2 separate regions of the Mus musculus genome follow, and region 1 is linked to region 2. The links are chromatin contacts, called in public promoter capture Hi-C maps. All regions are on one chromosome and are shown on one strand. The core of a region is the stretch at or near the end of the contact, and the rest is flanking DNA. Distances in the headings are between cores, read along the strand shown. Region 1 holds the start of Sema3e (sema domain, immunoglobulin domain (Ig), short basic domain, secreted, (semaphorin) 3E). Region 2 has its middle 250 kb from the start of Sema3d.

Region 1 (5,874 bases), core at 3,125-5,624, 1.4 Mb before region 2:
TTCATCAGGGCTCCTCCTCATTCTTTCCAGTTGCTCTTTCTGGAGAATCACAAACAGTTTTTAAGAAAACTCTTTGAACAGAAAGTTCATTCTCCATTAATCTCCCCAACAGTAGGCTCGTTAGCTAGAATAAAAGACTATGATGCACAGGATGTATGACTACCCTCGGACTTTAAATCTTTTGCCTTATATAGTCAACCTCAACTCAAATCTCGACTGAAAAATTCTTTCAGGGGGAGATAGCATCTTACCACCTAATTTTTTTTTATGTTTTCACTTGTTAAATAACCTTATTTGTTCTTAGAAAACTCATCAAGAGATACATGTATTCCCAGAATAGTAGTTGCCTTGTCCTTTCATGTCCTCTATTTGCCCCAAATTGACACACTTTCTAAATAATAAGATGGACTGAGATGGTAAGAAAAACTGAGGACTGAGGGCCATCCCATCACAGGTGAAAAATGCTTGGAAACTAGCAAGAGGTGCTCTCTACCTGTTAAAATAGAAGCCTCTTCGAAGCCTTCTTCTGCAAAGGTCTATGTAAGAGCAGACCATTGCCAGAAGTAGAGGACAACAGAAAGCAAAGGGGAAAAAAAAAAAAGGAAAAGACCAGGTGGTCTCTCAACATGTTTGTGAATACAGTTTTCTAGAAAATAACTCAAGCTTTGTATATGACAGCTAAACCTCCTCCTTCTCAGAAAAAAAAAAAGAGAGAGAAAAGATTTTTGTTGTTGTTTCTGTGATCTTAGAAGTAGAGAGTAAAAGAAAACTGGCTGCCCTTCTCCCACATGGCATAGACCACTGCCATGAGAAGAATGATGGATGCACACAACATGGGCCCTCTAGGGAGCTGACCGTGTCACCCCATAGGGTCAGGCAGCAGCGCAGAGGTGATGTGTCCTACACACCTGTATATCTTACTTTGAAAGACTGAGCAACCATTGGTAATATCAATCACTTAACTCCACCTGCAACTGAAAACCCAAAATTCCTGTCACCATGCAATACTTCAGAAGATTAACCTGCGCTGCATGATTCTTAATATTTGAAGACTCTTGGACCATCGGCTGAATTCCAGAGCATGGAGAGTGCTTCATTTTGTGCTGACTGAACTACATGTCCTTGCTCTGACATTCCTTGCCTTCCGCGTCACTGAGAAACCTGCGGTACAGCAAGCATGTGCTGCTCCCCGTTGCCTCTCTGGTGTGATCTCATAGCTGACTGTCCTAACTAAAATTCACAAGTAAGAACATTTTATTCGAAGATATCACTACACTGTCTTCATATAAAGCTATCACCATAAAACTGTCTGCCTAGCCAGTCCCAATAAGTGTAGAAGACATGCCAGAGAGAAATCCTGGGAGAGTTCTCAGTCTAGTACACACAAATACATGCAAGTCCTCTCCACAACATATGACATGGCTCATAAAATCAGTTACACTGATTTCCCTGATTAAGAGAGACATCTTGAAGATGAGCTTGATTAAAGAAAATATATTTAAATGAGATTGACTGTACCACGGAATTTTGGTACACTGACCAAATTATAAGCTCTCTGGTACAAAATCAAATGAAGCAATTTGGAAAACATACTGATACGGAGCTATCAAAAGCCAAGTCTGCCTGCGGTATAAAGGTCAATGGAAGGCTCAACAGAACAGCAGCATGTCAAAACCAACAGCCTATCCATTTGCCTTCCTTTTTTTCTACATTTTTATTCAGTTATCCACCACAAAAAAAAAAAAAAAAAAAAAAAAAAAAAAAAGGAAGAAAGAAACTATGGCAGAGTTGAAACTAGAAGGGAGAAAAACAAGCCCTATATCCTTTCATGACTCATGTGTCCCTTTGCCTACATTCCATCCTTCCTCATTACCTAATGTCACCCTTCCTTGCTCTCCTTTCTAAGTCTTACACTACACCTATAGTTAGCTATGCTTGCTTGCTGTTTACACACACGCAGTACATGTATTATAGGCTAGGATCCACATTTCAGAAAGAACATGCAATGCTTTCTTGCATGAGTTTGGTTCACCTCACTTAACAGTATACTTCCCAAGTCCATACATTTTCCTGTAAATTTTGTGATTTCATTTTTCTCATGAAAACAATATGAAGAACTGTAGGCTTCATATATAGCAACAGTGTACACTCAGAAACACAAATTGGGAAGAAATAATTCATTCGTAATAGCCCTAGGATAAATAGCACTCATAAGATTCTGAATCAACTTATTCTTTTCTGGCATCTTCATTTCTCCATAGTCCATCTCCATAGTCAAATTTTGCACTTTGATGTATTTGGTTATAACTTCTTAGAAATAGAGACTTTGCTATCTCCATCATAATATATCGTCCCAAATCAAAAGGTGTGTGTTAAATGTTACAAATGAATTATATTTATATACTTAATGCATTTTTGGTACCTAGAACTTAATGTTACAAGAACATTATTTAAATCAAGAAGATACCCATAATTTTAAGTATCAAGATGAGAAATTTCTACAGTCACCATTACATTTACTGCTGTCCAATAAGAAGACAAAAGGGCCATTTATGTCATACTAAACTCAGACCTTCTGGTTCCATCCTCTGCTAAAAGTCTTCTCTTGTATTCAGAAATGCAGATTATGTTCTTTCCATAGTGAAAGACAATTTAAAAGCTTACTCGGTTGAATAAAATGGCTCTTATGTAATCCTTATTATTGCATCTGTTCTCTGTCTTAATTGGTGGTGGTAATGAATACTTCATTCCCAATAATTTATTCCAAATTCCTTTCAAGTCAACAAAATCGCTTCCTCTTAACACAGGTTTTGCTTCTTATTTGTTTGGTGACAGGAGGACTGATGATTGGCTTTGACTGGTCCTGATGCAGAACCTATCGTTTGATCATTTATTTATGAATATGATGGAGCTGTGTGCAGAGTAAAATAAACATTGTGCTAAGCATTCAGTAAAAATAGATGAATGCACACTTAAAGAAACAGCTAGTACATAGTAATATTTAATCATTACAAGTCACTTTACCATGATTGCCAATAAACTACTTTATTTTGCCACATATTAAAATATTCTAATAATCAACTCAGTGTGAAGGCTAATTTGTATTATTTGTTAGTCATTTTAATTACACGGGGGAATGATATCATTTTTTTTCCTCAGGAATTTTCTTTTCTCCTCTCAATCTCATTAAAAAGAAAACAAACAAAACACCCAACAACAACGACAGCAGCAACAACAGTGTGCCTCTACTTTTAAAGCCTGTCCCATAGGCCTCCCATAGTGCAAGTAGTGGTATTTCAGTAGCTACAGCTCACTTGGGGGATTTAGCCTTTCCAGCTATTAGCAGCTGCGCCCCACCTTCTCAGTTCTGCAGAGCGGTGAGTGAACTTCTCCAGAATAATATCTGATATTTCTAGGGCAAAAATAACACCTCCAAGTTGGCAAGCGATTTAACACTTTTTCCAGATGAGGTAGGATATGTTAACTCGAGGTGCTTACACTCCTGGGTGAGTGTGGCAATATGCTTCAGGTGCACTTTGAGGGTCTTGGGGGCAACATGGACCTGTGTTAAGTGACTTTCCATTCGGTCATTTTCCTAACAAAAGGATAAGGAAAGGTAACCTACCTTTATGTGACAGGCGTAGCCTGGGGTAGGAGGGGTTCGCGGAGTGACCTGGGGTCCAGAGTTCCAGCAGGTGACCCCAGAGCAGCAAGGTGAGGATGTGTCCGGCCGGTGCCATGGTGCGTGCTGGCTCTCCTCTGGCCCCTGCAGCCACACTTTAAGACAGGATTGAGTTTTACTTAGTACTTCCCTCCAGGGGCAACTGCGGGCGACAGGCTTTGTCACAAACAGAAGGGGTTGTCATCAGAAAATACCATTCCCAAGTGCCATTTGCCGGGCAATATTTGGATCCGCTAAGCCTTTCTGTCCTTGGGCCCGGTGGTTAGAAGCGCGGAGCAAGAGACCGTCCAAGGAGCGCGTCTTGAGAGCCAGGTCCGGGCTGGTGCTGTCGCCGTCACCCAGACGCGGAGTGAGGAGGAGGCTGTGGCTAGCTTCAGTCTCCCCGCCAGCTATTCATTGAGAAAACAGTCGGAGCAGAGCAGCAGCCTCCCCCAGCTCTTCCCCCAGCCTCCCCGCCAGCCTCCCAGAAGTCAGCCTCCTGCACTGACTTGCCGAGCAGCTAGTTCGTATTCGCCTCTCCTCTCGATAATTAGAAGCAAGAAGTGCCACTTGCGCCAGGAGCGCGGGATCCACCCAGCGGGGATGCCGCCTGTCAGCGCTCTGTTTACAGGAAAGTTCAGGCAGGGTTGAGCCCGCGCGCGTTTCTAGGAAGTGTCTCCAGCCCACGTGCCTCGCCGCATCTCCCCGGCTCTGACCCGCCCGCCAGGCAAGGGAGACAGGTCCTCACCCTGTCGGGGCGGGGCCAGGAAGACCTGCAGAATACTATTGAGCATGTGAAAGGCTGAGCCGTGGCCTCGGGAAGGACTTTGAAATGCTCATTCATCTTTCAATAAATCCACAGTCTAAATCTCCCACTATCCGGGAGCCAAATTAATTTGTTCACTGTTTCCACAGAACCTTGTTCACAATTCAAGTTTTCTGTATTTTCCATCTTAGAAATGTTACTTTTGACTCTTGAGGAAAGTGCGTATTTCAAGAGCCAGAGGGGTAAAATGTCACTTTTCCATCGTTTCATAAATGAGTTAATATGAAAAAAGAAATCTGCCGTATATTCATTTTCCTAAAACAAAAACATATCTCAGCTCACATTTAAGAAAGATTAAAGGTCAAGGTATTGGTCTTCTGAGAGAGGTGTCTCGATGTAGAGAGGTGTAGGTAAAGTTGAGACTCTCTACTCGCTGGGCCTGGGTAAGGCAAGCATTAACACAGGATGTAAAGTACCTTGGAAGTCAGTGTTGTGCACTCTCAGAGTTTATTTTCATGACACCATGTTTGTGTAAGTAAACTTAACACAATAGGTCAGCTGTTCAATCTACTTTCAAGCAGTTTCAAAAACTAAACCAAACGTTCTAGAGCTGCTGGCATGGAAATGAATTGTATTATTTCAAGACAGCAGTAAGCTGTAATAGCGGTTTGGTCTCACAGCTGAAAGTTAAATGGTAAACAAATGATATCCGCTATGATGGCTTTTTCTTCTTAGTCTTCATTTTATATATAGCAATGGCTGTGGACAGTTTTTCAGAATTATGTGCTTAAAGTGATATGATTATAACAAAAAGATAACTTAGGTCATTCCAATATCCTACATTCTATACAAGCAAGAAGTCCAACCAGGCATCCTTTACCCATGTTTAAAGGATAACATGGACAGAGTATATTTAGCAAAATGTAAATGTCACCGGAGATTATAAATAATTAGATTTGCAAGGTTCACAAAAGATAACAAACTCTAAACAGTACTTAACGCTGAAACAACATGAAGTATGTCGACTTTTAACACGGGGTGGTCTTTGTAGACACTTGCATATTTTAAAAGCCAGGGAGATGGGCTACAGACCTAACTGTAACATCCTGTAACTTCACAATCATTTCACTCTGTTCCAGAAACCAAAGTAACTAGAACATAGATAACAACTTTATCAGCTTTACCTAAGGGCAGGGTCTGTGCATTGATTACTGAAATTAATATCCTTATTCAACTGACATCTACCTAAGATTGCTATAGGGTTAAAGAAAGACGATCATAGATACTTCATTGAGACTCAAAGTAAATTGGAGAATAAGTACTATTAATGCTAAAATTTCTCACTTCCTCAAAGTGAGTATGGGCAATTTCAAAGCATTTACCACAGTAATCCACTCCTTTGTCCATCACAAAATGTGCTCTGTTTTACTTTTTTCACGTTTGTATT
Region 2 (6,494 bases), core at 2,130-4,629:
CCAAATGCTCTGAGAACTGCATATCGTGTTTTGTCCTGTGGGTCTCTAAAGGACTTAGCTGAAAATAATGCTGTTGCTCACCCCTGTGATAGTCCCACTGCATCATGGTAGAGTTCTCTCATCATTAAACAGCAGACCTTTGGTGGAATGGATAGATATAGTCCTCAACATTAACGAAATAATCCTCCCAATAGTCTGGTAAAACAGATGGAGAGAATAAAACAGAGAAGTTGTTAAGGGGCTTAACTCAGTCCATAGAGACAGCACTGTGACTTACATAGCCACGGACCTCCCCTGTTTACATTTATGACGCCTTCTTTTTCATTTTTTACTTACAAATACCAACCTAGCCTCCAAACCACAGGCACCCTAGTCCCCCTTTTGTGCAGTTGTCTTTACTTCTTTCCGTTTAATTGAGAACAGGGCACTTTGCTGCTGTAAAAGACTATAGGTTTCTCAAATACTCTATTTTAAGTGTATATATTCATGGACAGTAAAGTGACTTTTTAATACAATATTATTTCAAGTGAGTAAAGAGTTTTCTTTATTCTTTTTTTTAAATGCACAATTAGTCTAAAATACATTGTTTCTAACAGCTTCAAAATTGATTCCACTTCTCGTTTCTTGTCACAACCAACTTCTCTTTAATCACGTGAAATAAGCTCTTCTTTGTGTATCTTTCTGGTGACAAATACTTTGTTAGGCAACCAGAAGAAGACAGATGAGTATGATATGGCTACCATCCTTAATAAAACCAGATTATGGAAGACAAGTTATGGCTAAACAGATTAAATGACCACCCCCTCACCCCCCCGGGATTCCTGGGAGTGTATTGTGTCCTAGAACCTGCATCCAGCCTGCCGTGCCTTTTTGACCCTTTGAAGTTCTCCAGGTTACTGCCTTTCCACATTGAACCAAAAGGAGCATCTCTCCCCATTGTCTCATGCAGGGTTTAGCAAATAATCTATTCATGTTTTGATTTTCATGTAGGTTTTCCACACAAAGCTTCCCTGACAGTTTTAATTCTCCAAACAATCAATACTTTCCTTTATAGTTTATGTTTTTACAGTTTTTCTTGGCGTCGAGTTGATCCCCAAGCCAAATCAACTTGGGACCAGTGACAAATAACATTTCAGAAACTGAGATGTTGAGAGCTATTTCTATGATTATTATTAGGTCATGCTACCATGTCAACTTTGCAGTTGGTGGCTTTTACTTCAAATACCAGATGACTCTTGGAAAAGTGCCTGGTTTTCAGGGAGCTGTATAGTCTACTTTTAAGCCACATATTGTTTTACTTCTTTCATACCTATTTCACATCCTATTCTTGCTTTTAATGATAAAAATCTTAATACAGAAATTAAATCCTTGAAAATATAATTTATTTAGTCCACATTGAGTATCTAACATATATGTGTGTGTGTGTGTGTGTGTATACATATATATATGATATATGTGTGTGTATGTATATATATATATGTATATATATATAAACTTCATTTGAGTTGAATTATGCATTACTTGGAGAAAGGCCATTTAGGTTTGTACCACCTCTGCAAAATTACCAATCCTTTTTATGAGTTTCTATTCTTAGTTCATTTTTCTTAATTTTGAGAAACTGGAATTCCCTCTTTCCTTCAAATGTGAACCAGAGTTTATTCCGCAGTACACAGTAGGTAACAACAACCTATCTTTCTATTGAATTACTAGCTTTTTACGATAGGTCCCTTTTCCCCCATTCTCACAATCATCTTATTCATCCCTTTAAATATTTGCTATTATAATTTGTCAGTATCCCTTCCAAAGAAGTAAAACAGAGTGAGTAGACATAGCAACATACATGAGAAAATATTCTTTAAATAGAAAAATAAGTTAATCAATAAAAGTAGAGTTATTGGTAGCATATTTCATCCACTGTAACATATGAATCATACGTATGTCAAACATTAGTAGTAGTGAACATTTACATTTGTGGTTGCAGTATGATATCCAAAACAGCTTTTACAACTCTGTTTTATTCTCTACAACAAATCAAATGCAACCAGTATAAAATTCAAACTTTTGTAGGTGCCACATTTCAAAAAGTAAAAATAAGGTAAAATTAATTTCATTCTATTTAATCCAATATAACCAGTAATGCTACCATTACAGCATATAACACATTTAAATCATTAATAAGAACCCTTACAAATTTTTATGTAGGTACTTCAGTTTGTATTCATTTCTGCTCTTGAATCAGTATTTCCTACCATAGGTGAATTGGAAGTGCTGAGAGTGGGATGTCTAACAGGAGGCTCCTGGTCAGAGAGTAGCTTTCCCATGGTTCCTCCCTATAGACTCTGTCTTCTTTGTCATCCCGACATCTCTTGTAATCCAGGTGCCTTGTAGACCCTACCTGCATTATGATCCTCCCGTCCTCAGTAGTTAAAAGGCCTTCCCTTTTGCACATGCTTTCTCCATCTCTGCTCAGAAGGTAGCCAGACTTGCTACACATTTTTTTTATCACTCTCAAAAAAAAAAAAAATTCAGTTATATAAACTGCTACTCTTTCTTCAGCCAAAGGCCTAGGCACGCATGGCTCTGAGCTGCTAATTCATTACAGTAAAGTGAAGCAAGCACCTGCACAGATTTGAGGTTCATGAATATGCCCAAAGGTAGAAACACCAGATGATACGACCAGAAGACTTCCTGGAGATCAGTGTTCTAGGTTTGAGTGAACTTGTCAACAATATTTACGCCTCATTTTCTCATTAACACAACAATGGTCAACATCATAGCCTGTGACTCATTTGCTTCATGTTTCTTCGTACAAACTTTTACTTATACAATAATAATGGTAATTACAGTAAGAAGGCTGGATTAATCTAAAGTGTTCTTAATGCTTTTCACAGAGATTATCACTGGAAATCTTCATAATTGTGTGTTGTTACCATAAACACCAAATAGAGTGAAATTAATGGGCCAGCTCAAGCACGCTTCTCCCGGTAAATGCAGAGGCTGGGAAGCAAACTTCACAGGCTTTCTGTAACTCAGCCGTTACCCGTTTTTGTTTTTCAAACAGTTTAAGGGTTGAATTTATTGACTGACACAAATTCATCAGACAGAGAGGAAAACAAATACAAGGAAGGAAAGAGCCTGCTGAGCAAAACGTTCCATGCTGGCGCTGGGCTTTGTTGTGTGTCTGACCGATTCAAGCTCCTTACAGTCCCTCGAAATAGCATTGGCTGTGCAAAATGTCTTCATTCTACTCTCTTCTGGCTCACGCTTACTTCCTCTCACTCTTGCCCTCTTTCTTCCCATGGTTAAAGTCCTGGTGGGTGCTTTCAAACCTCTCTCTGTTTCCACAGGTTTTTCTTTTCAAAGCTGCAGTGAAATGGCTCTGTCTAATCAGGCAGGCACTCGGGACTCTGTCCGTTGACCCCAGGTCTGTCCTCCTTTGTAATCGTGGAAGACTCATCTGTGACATTACTAGTTCCCTGAAACTTGATATGTTTGCATTCCATATTTTTCTTAGGGAAAGAAATCAGCTCTGACAAAGTAATGACCTCCACATAATTGTCTTTAACAAAAAGGTTACAATGTTCTCACCAGAACCAGAGTGGGGAATCACTGGAAATCTTACATTGCTCTCAACTCTTTAAACCATAACAAATAATCATGCCTTATTAACCACCTGCTCCATGAGACTGGAAAAATCAGACTATGGAGGCATTAAATCCTGTCCTTTGACCTCTTCTGTCAGATGCCAGAATGATTATTTCCACTGATCTTGGCTTGACATTAGGATGCAATTGGCTGATCCTCACACGCTTAAGATTTGCTCTCAGATCTCCTGCTAATGTCTATCTTGTACTATGTCTTAGATTTATTATGATTTATTTGCCATGTGGGGAAGCAGTGCCTCCTTTTATCTTTAAAAGGAACAATGTCTGTATGATTGTATGCATTAGTTCTCATTTAGGTCTCATGGGAATGCAGGAAAGATGTTTAGGTCTTAAATAGGCTTTTACCTTTTTGTTTGGTCTCTTTTCCTAAATCAGAATTTGGTCAAGTAGAGAAGAACATGTGAGATGAAACTGTTTGGAAAAAATGAGTTGGGACTTCACACTTGCCGCAAATGGTGTACAATAATGTCATAAACTCGATCCCTTTTCCCAAGTGTGCGCTTAACTTGCTTGTGTGGTAATGTAGTTTCGGAACTATTAGTGTTTGTAAAACACAGTTGGATTTGGTGTTGCCTTTGAATTACAGGCTTGACGAACCAGCATTGTGAGAAACGCTAGCCCAGTTTTTGATCAGAATGAAGAATGGAGGAGGAAAATTGTGTTAGATAATGAGAGAGAGAGAGAGAGAGAGAGAGAGAGAGAGAGAGAGAGAGAGAGAGAGAGAGAGAGAGAGATTGAGCAGGGGATTTACTCCAACAAAATACACAAGAGCAAATTTCAGATTACTGGATCCCTTATTCTCTTAGAAGCATTATGATGGGAATAACATTAATGAGAATTTGAACAAAACCAGTAATGTTTGAAAACATCAGCTAGAACAGAAATCTCAGGATAGAAGAGTAAAATGAAGACAACAGCATTGAGTCCGTGAGCTTATACTAGGCTCTGGGAAAAGGATTATCCTTTCTATTTTAGTAAGCTCCACATTCATTGATGAATATTTAAGAGGAACACACACTGTTTTCTACCTCAGGAAAGACTTATATATTAAGTCATTGATTTTACCATGTCTTTGCAAGCCACTCCTTACCCTTTTGATTAAGTTAGTCACAGCTTTTCTATTGTTTGCTACCATGAACTGAAACTGGTTGACAATTATGAATTTTTGATTCAGACTGTACAGGACATTTGTTAAATAATGAAGAGACTGGCTACCTATCAAAGAGAAGAGAAAGGATAAGCATATTTATAAGATTCTAATGGAAACACGTGGGGACTGGAATATGAAATTACCAAGATAACAGAAGTAACCGGAGCAAAAGAAAATGAAAGGAAGCTAGGATGGTAGTAACCAAACCACTGTTCACATTTTGTTTTATATTCTTTCGTTTTGTTTTGTTTTGAATCAATTCCCTCACTCTACACACACACCGATGTCGAGCCCAGAGCTCAATTTTGAAATACTTTAACTGTATTCAGATATTAAAAGATATATTAAAAAATAATTTACAGTGAAAGTTAAAATGGGTTTGGTTTCTTTGGTACACATTGAAAATGTTGACCTTCACACAAAGAACTACAAAGTAAAAGGAAATTATTTGAGAAATTGTTTACTACTGGATTTCAGCAAAACCAAGCTGTAATATCTTACTAGAGATTATCAATATTCTCATATAATTAACCTGAAGTGCACATAAACTGTATATTTACATCATTAGTATTAACCTTTTTTATCTTGACACCTAAACACAGTAGTTATTCAATTATTCATATGCAATGCATTTGTAATGATGGCAAGTGGAAATGATGACAGTGAAAGTAATAATAAAGGCAGCAATTCAATAGCCAAGGCATTTGAAAAACTTGGATTGAAATGCTAAAATATTTTTAGAAGAGTTGCAAGATAGTAACAGATAAAGTAAGCCCAGGTGAGTATTTCATGAAATATTAAATACAGAGAAACCTAGGGTACATACTGGACTTTTAGGTTTTTTAGTACAGATATTCATCACAACTGGACATATCATAAAAAACTGATGCTCTCTGAATATCTACATCATTTTAATTCGGAAAGAACAAAACCATTCTTATACCACAACAGACTAATGAAATGTTTGATAACAAGGCTAAATGGTGCATTGTCTTCTAGCTAGGAGCGTAGACTTGCAGTATTCAAGTTTTCCAGTCCATACTGGAATGGCCAAATGATGGCTAGTTGAATTTTTTGAGAACCTGCCTATTTTGTATTCCATTTCATGGGAAATACTCCCCCCCTGAATATGAAAAGACTTGAGGTGAACTGCTTTTCAAGTCTGACATTAGCTTATTCTGACCTTTGCACTTGCTGGATCAATAGGGCCGTTGCAGATCAAAACGTCTCCTTTCCTCTGGGAGGATGCAGATACACATGACAAGACCCAAGTCTTGGCAAGCAGCATGCAAGCTGGATTTGTCCCCGAGGCTGAACTCATTCATCCATTGTATAATTGTAGGCTGCATAGCTACATTTTACTATCTTTATTTTTTTTCTCAACTAGTTTTATGAATTCTCCAGTCAAATAGTTCATTGGACCTACTACACATCAGAAGTTGTTAGGTGTATTCTTTGTCATCCTGTATTTTCTCTCTTTGCTCAAATCGACCCTTCACCTATGATTTAAAGAAGAATATAAACCTCTATACTTTTCTCCCTGGTGTAATGCTTTATGTTGTTAGTTTTATTTTTATGTATTTCCTCAAAAACTCTCATAAAGAAATATATCCTCAAATGATTTATAATGGTGTCAAAGCTGACACACCTTGATATACAAAACTCACCTGTTGGGTTTA

The links. Promoter capture Hi-C pulls out the DNA fragments that hold promoters and counts their contacts.
Region 1: a contact with region 2 is called in a promoter capture Hi-C map of cranial neural crest. The contact joins the promoter of Sema3e here to the enhancer-like site in region 2. A contact is called at or near these places in 3 of 39 promoter capture datasets (the 3T3-L1 cell line, cranial neural crest and hippocampal neurons), 1 of 115 datasets of contacts at active chromatin or transcription factors (embryonic stem cells) and 1 of 9 other capture datasets (embryonic stem cells).

Annotation. Positions count from the first base shown.
Region 1 is chr5:14,023,776-14,029,649 of GRCm38.p6, reverse strand. It overlaps Sema3e (sema domain, immunoglobulin domain (Ig), short basic domain, secreted, (semaphorin) 3E), which reads right to left and starts at 4,374. Exons shown (of 17, transcript NM_011348.2): 1 at 3,626-4,374. The coding sequence starts at 3,740.
Region 2 is chr5:12,631,531-12,638,024 of GRCm38.p6, reverse strand. No RefSeq gene overlaps it. Among named protein-coding and RNA genes, the nearest start is that of Sema3d, 250 kb to the right of the region's middle. Within about 2 kb of position 3,379, at least 15 of the 459 cell types and tissues checked have an H3K27ac peak or open chromatin away from gene starts, as enhancers often do.